Regions from separate parts of the Mus musculus genome. Here region 1 is linked to region 2. Evidence: chromatin contacts called from public promoter capture Hi-C data. All regions are on one chromosome and are shown on one strand. The core of a region is the stretch at or near the end of the contact, and the rest is flanking DNA. Distances in the headings are between cores, read along the strand shown.

Region 1 (3,568 bases), core at 611-3,110, 600 kb after region 2:
TCACAGTTGAGTAAGTGACCTCTGGCTCACTCATCGTGGGAGTACAAGAAGTCTGTTCGTTGGTAAAATGGGGATTTCAATGAATTCTAAGAAAAATGTTAAAATGTTCACCTATGGGAACATAACTGGATATGATGATACAGAGAAATTAAAAAGGGTAGAGTCTGACTAACTCACTTAATAATCCAAACACCCTGACATGCACTGATCCCAATTTCCATCACAGATAAGAACTCATTGTAGATTTCTGTTAAGTTAGTTTATCTTTCTAATGGTAATAGCAATTATTTCTAAGAAATATGAAAAAGATTAAAACTTTACTAAATCACTCTACCATTGATACTGTCTGTTTGCTCAAAATATTCAGCACATAAAAACACTAAAAAAATCATTGAAATATGTTTAAACAATCATTTCAAATAAAGACTCGAAATTTTAGGAATAAATAAAAATGTTGTTTTAGAATTATTTATATATTTTGATAATACATGAATATTAATTTTTTCAGTCTTCTTATTTATGCATGACTCTCAAAGTTTCCCAAAGATTAATTGAAGATCAATACTGCAGGTGATCCAAGGCACATAAATATCTATTGGCTTGAAGTCCCAGTCAGCTGAGATGTCCAACCAGTTCAACCAGCCATATTCTACACATTCTTATCCATGGTTGGACCTGGTAAGTGAATTCAACCAGATAAGTTCCTAATGAGTGGGATAAAACAGACTCAGAAAGAAAAATGTGGTATAAACTAACTCATCTGAGACTCTTGGCTCAAAGTTGTCACAAATGTTTTGTAAATTTTAGTAACTGCAGCAAACAGAAATATCATAAATAGACATTGCCAGCTAGGTTGTGAGAGCTACAGAGAGAGGAATAGAGGATACCTAAATGTGAACTTTTAATCTCACATCATTCTATGTACATGCCATGTCACATATAATAAATACACACATGATGTTGCAAGAGGAGTTTATATGAAAATAAATTTTCCCTCAATGCAGTACACATTTGCTAATGCCCATGGATACCATGTGATAGTAGACATCAATTTATTTGTAAATAGTATTTATAACTGACAATACCTTTACATTAATAACTGAGCTGAGGGCCAGCAGATAACAAATACAAGATGCACATGTGAAAACATTCTTATCTAGTTTTTCAATTTATGAAGTTTTTAGAATTGATTCACAATTTGCTTTGACAAACCAAGAATCCTTCCATTACAGAATTATTTTTTCAAAATTCTTATTATTATTGCTCTTCTGCTGGGTGAACTGAGGTGCACATGTCCTGAAGACAATTTTACTAAGTGAATCCTCCCACTCCAGCTTCATGTGAAGTCCAGGGATCAAATAGGTGGTCAGTCATCCTTATGTAGCAAGTGCATTTACACATTGACCCGTTTTACCTGGATCCTATTATTACATCTTTCAGATGGATAATATATAAACATTTGATGCAGTTATAGAGTAATTAACTTCAGAGATCCCTCTACCTTAATTTCTTAGCTCACAAGTCACAGTATACTCCTAAGAAAACAATTAGTGCAGAATAGCAGTTGTCACATGCTGCCAGAGTTAATCTGATCTAACACAACCAAAAGTGCTTCCCCATCAATCCAGCTCTCAAATCACACCCCCTGAAATTCTCTTCAGTATATTTGATCATTTGGTAGGAACAAAAAGGGAGATACTTTTACCTGTGTCTCTACCGGAGTGATGCTGGTGGAGGGAAAATTTGTCTGAAACGTTGGCGTTTTCTGGTTTAGATCTCCTACGAGTTTCAAAATTGAAAGTCGGAACTAAATTTCCACCGGGTGATACTCAACCTCATGATTTTCTGCCCCTCCTCGTCACCAAAGCAAAAAGAGGAAATTGCTTATTGCAATCTGAAACAACATATAGTATTGGATGGACAAAACAAATGTGAATGATTTATATTTGAAGATAGAGAAGATGCACACTGCTGCAGAGAGGGGAAAACATTGTCTTTAGCAAAACAAATAGGAAAAAGAGGGACTGAAGTTCGTAGGCTAATTTTGTCATAGACTGTTTGAAATTTACTCTTATGTTACTATTTTTTTAGTTACTCCTTGATTTTGAATTATACTAATTGCAGCTAAGTATATATTAGGAATTATGCTTTTAAGCACTCACATTTCCACTGCTGAAATCTTCCTTTTTAATTTTCTAGATCTTCAATCATAAATAATATTTCCATTGAATATTAATGTCATTCTGTATGGAGTGTTTTTATACTGATGTTGTCATGGTGCTGAAAATCAAATCTAATACAATGAACATGCTCAGCAAATATTATTTCCCTGAGCTACAGACTCAGGACTTGGTTTTGTTTTGTTCTGGTGTTTTTTTTTTTTTTCGGTTTTGTTTTGTTTTGTTTGTTTGTTGTTGTTGTTTGAGATGTTTTATCTTACTATGTAGCATAGGCTGACATTACACTCACATTCCTCAGTTCTCACTCGTTTCTGTCCTAGAATTATAGCTGTACACCATGACACAAATGTATTCCAGGTTAACAAACAAATAACAAGCATTCAATATATATATATATATATATATATATATATATATATATATATATATATATATATATGTGTGTGTGTGTGTGTGTGTGTGTGTGTGTGTGTGTGTATGTATAAAGATTTTAAAGCCATACATAATTACTAATTTCTTATGTGCAGCATAAATTAATTAGCTAACCCACTACTAATGAATATCCTAGTTTTTGTTGTTGTTAGTTTAAAAACTATATGAGTTATTCTTAGATCAGACTAAGCAAGACATTTTATGCATGAATTTATCTGATTCAAGGTAATATACATTTAAAGAACTCTAATATAGGATATCAGGTAACATCTAGTTTATTTACATTCTTTTGGTAAATAGTGAAAATACAGTTGATTTTTTAGAGAGTACATGAGGTAATGTTTCTTCTATGAGTTTTGCTCATTGGTTTGTGATGAAAATTGTTGGAAAGAAGCTGTTTCAGCAAAGACAGAAAGAAAGTCCAGAGAAGAGAGGACTTTGTAGTTTTGAGGATCTAACAAGTAATTGTCTTACCAGATGCTAGGTTTAGCCCTATAATTAACTTGTGCCAGAACAAGCCTCCTGTCACTGGTAGATAAAAACTTCATAAAAATCTATGAACCTACCAGATCACTACATTCCACCAACATGAAGGCTACAAATGTCCTCAGATGTCCTGTAGAAAAGTTTATCCCATATTGCTGCAACCTCCTCTCTGATGTATCCACCAATGTATGCTGAAATTGGCTGGATTTGTTACTATCTGGGTACTTTAAAACTCCAAAACTTCATGAAACTGCTTCCACATTGGAACATGGAGACATGATCACTCAAAATTGTTCCAGAATATACTTTCATTCCGTATAAGGTGAAAGCTGATTTTTGCATCAATAGCCCTCCATTGAAAGCTCTTGCTATGCACATTACTAGTGAGGCTACACATGCTGAATACTTCAGACACTTCACTGGGATTGAGGATGCAGTTCAGTGTAGGGCCTTGCTTGACATATACAAAG
Region 2 (3,328 bases), core at 640-3,139:
ATAAGGGGACAATGTCAATAGTTCATATTTGTATTCACTATACTTATACCTAACAATGAAATAAAACAGTATTCACTTTTATTTATAATAATTTAGATTTTTTTCACATTCTACTGTTATTTTTTTCTTTCCCTGAGGGGGAAAAATGAATATAGAACACTACATTTGTTCATCGTTCTCATTGAAGTCTGTGGATCTAAGGAAGAGTCTACCCTCCTCCCCAAAAAAAGTGCTGGAAATTAATTGTAAAAAACACATACTTACCATCATTCCTGTCACATAGAGGATCAAGAAGGGAGAACTTTCTGCTTTGTTTTTCTCCTTTAGAAAATACTGCAACAAAATTGCATCAGTAATAAATAGTATTTAGCATACATTTGCTAGTGCAATATAATATTTAGTCTTCATAGTGAGTTGCTATAGCAATAGTAGGCTGATTATAAGAAGAACAAATTCTTTTTATAGTTACTTACAGCTTGGAATCAAGAAGCCCACTTTTGTGACCAAAATAATGCATAACGTTGCTAAGATGACAGTTATCATTTGCCATGTTGTCAGCCAGGGATCTAGACACAACAGAAAGAAGACAGGAGAGAGTTTCTCACTTTTAAGGCTTGAAGACAATTTCTTCTCATTCTCCCGAGTCTTCATAATACTGTCTAATTTTTCAGAGGTCAATCCTGAAGTTTCTTGGTGGCCTTACCAGCCTACTTTATGCTCCAAAGTCCTTCATGTCAACTCCTTGTTGTTTTTCTTTCTACACATTGAAGTTCAGGGTTGGTTATCACTCTTCCTACTTTAATATGCTTTATTTCTAATTCTTCCCCATTGTAAATTCATGTCTCCTTGTTGTGATCCTTTCTTTGGTGATGAAATCTTGCAAGTTGCTTCTCTCTGATAAACATTTTCTCTCAGTAGTTTCTATCTGCAGTGCTGCCTTCTAACATCAGTCCTTCCTGCCCATCCCTATCTCCATGTTGGAGATCAGCAGCTTAAATACAATGTCTTTATGGTTTTTTCCCTCTTAGTTACTGAGATGCATCTGTTCATCTTCTGACTTTCACTGCATAAGCCAATAGGAAGAAACCGTTGTCTCATGGTAAATTTACTAAAATAAACAATCATTTAAACTAAGAATCTTGTTACCCTATATTCTAACATCATTCAACCCCTAAATTTGAATACCATTAACTCACTAAGTATGAAATCTTATAAGTTTTACTTCCAAAATGTTTTTACAATTTTTCTATAATATGCCATGTGTTTGTGTGGGGCTGAATTAGGCTAAATAGTATTTTTTTAAAATCAATAATTACTTTTAAAATAACATGGGGATAAATAGAAAGAATACAACTTCTATACAGTTATGTGTACCATTCCATCAAGTAATACAATCTCTTGAGACCTGAGTCATTGATATTTTAGGGGTAATAAACAGAGACTCTTTAAGCACTAATCTGTTTCATGGTAGTATTTTGAAATAGTTAAGATGCTAAAAATGCAGACATTTAGGATAGTGTCACAATCTAATGGTTTTGAGGAGATAACAACCCACATGCAAGAATTGAGATCTAGCCTTGACAAAATACATACAAAATATATTATCATACCTATTCCTTTGCCCACATCGAATCCTGTCCTGGGCTGGGGGTGGAATATTCTGTGAACTTTCAGTTCCTGTTTTTTCTGTTCTTCTCTCCACACAGTAGATCTCTGGTCTGTCTTCGAGGGTCTCTGCTTTTCTTGAAATGTGGGAGATTTTGTTCCTATGTTAATAATCTCCTGCTTGTTTGTTCCATGTTTAATATGCTTTTTCTTGTGCATTTTTTTTAGTCCTGAAAAGACTGGACTAGCTTCCTCTCAGTCTTGGTAACTTGCCTCTACTGCTCTGCAACATCTTCCATGCAAAAAAAAAAAAAAACATAAAGAGTACAGTTCTCACTTCCTACTGCACCAGTGAGAGATGCCCTAGTTCTGATACAGTCTATGCAGAGGGAACAATGACAAGTGCATCTGTGATGATAAAAGTAAATACACACTGACAATGAAAAGCTTGCTACAGGTATAATATGTTATTCTGTGAATCTCTCTCTCTCTCTCTCTCTCTCTCTCTCACACACACACACACACATTAGTTTACTTCAAGGAGTGGTGTGATTATAAAAATATTGCTGATCAAATATTTATAAATTATAGTTATATAATTTTATAGGGGGAGGAATTAAAATATCCACTACTTTAAAAATAGATGACAAAATAATTCATAGTGATAAAAATAAAAAGAAGCTGTTAAAATTCTATCTCACACAGAGTTGCATTACTAATTTCATATAGTTTTCACCCACAACCTTTAAATAAACAAAAATGTGTATATAAAAAAAGACATGATAAAAGACTGAAAAGAATAGATAAATTGTTTAAGCTTTAGGTATATGTAGAAGAGGAAAAGCTTTTAAATACATTTCGTTAATAATAAAATTACATACAAAAATTACAAAAGCTTTCTATCATTAATCGAAAAGAAGAAGAAATGCAAATGAAAAGGTCCATGATATGACATTCTTATCTGGAAAATCATCTGTAATTGCACATGTTGGAGAGCATGCAGGAAAACAAAATGGGTATCTTTGGCATATGCAACTAGATAAGATACTAACTGTATTGTGTCCATCTTTCTAGGAAAGATTTGTCAGAAAGTTCAGAAAGCTAAATAATATGTGCACCCTACTGATTGAACCACTGTAAACACTCATAAAATAGCAGTCTACTTATATATTGTCTGATAATTGGGAAGACTGACAGTTGTTGAAAGTGTAAAGTAAAGACTGGAGCTTAGAAATTCATTGTGTTTAGGAAGAGACCATCAGTACTGAGGTAAAATCTTGGAAGTGTTTTCTGAGAGCACATCGATGATGTGTACTTCTGGGTATCAGCTGAACTTGGTAGTGTAAGAGCCACCTAGATGGCACTAATTTTGAAAGAGTGAAGAAGTCATATAGAGCATCTGAGGCTTGGCACTGTGAGAAGCCCGAGAAGACTGTTGTCTGAGGTTATATCCTCAGTGACAACAGAAGACCTCATTCATTTAGAGATATTAGTACAATGGGATGACCAATAAGAACAGCAGCATTTTTGGAGTAGATTCTGCCTGAGCTTAGAGGCCAAGCTGTGTGTGCTGCAGACAGCAGACTAGTAAAGTGAGTCAAATCTCTTAGAGGAATTCATCAGATTGAGAATGAGCTCAAGACATTGAAAATTGAGTTATACTGTTGGAGATTGGTTTAGCTATGTTCACATTATGTCTTGACCTGCTTCTTCCCTATAGACA

Evidence for each region. Capture Hi-C pulls out chosen DNA fragments and counts their contacts.
Region 1: a contact with region 2 is called in a promoter capture Hi-C map of liver, with 3 times the contacts expected there. The contact joins the promoter of Klra3 here to the promoter of Klri2 in region 2. A contact is called at or near these places in 3 of 9 other capture datasets (adipose tissue, liver and macrophages).

What each region holds. Positions count from the first base shown.
Region 1 is chr6:130,335,766-130,339,333 of GRCm38.p6, forward strand. Klra3 (killer cell lectin-like receptor, subfamily A, member 3) reads right to left here and starts at 1,861. Exons shown (of 8, transcript NM_001289605.1): 1 at 1,706-1,861; 2 at 1-86. The coding sequence starts at 34.
Region 2 is chr6:129,738,595-129,741,922 of GRCm38.p6, forward strand. Klri2 (killer cell lectin-like receptor family I member 2) reads right to left here and starts at 1,890. Exons shown (of 6, transcript NM_177155.4): 1 at 1,611-1,890; 2 at 474-566; 3 at 265-333. The coding sequence starts at 1,824.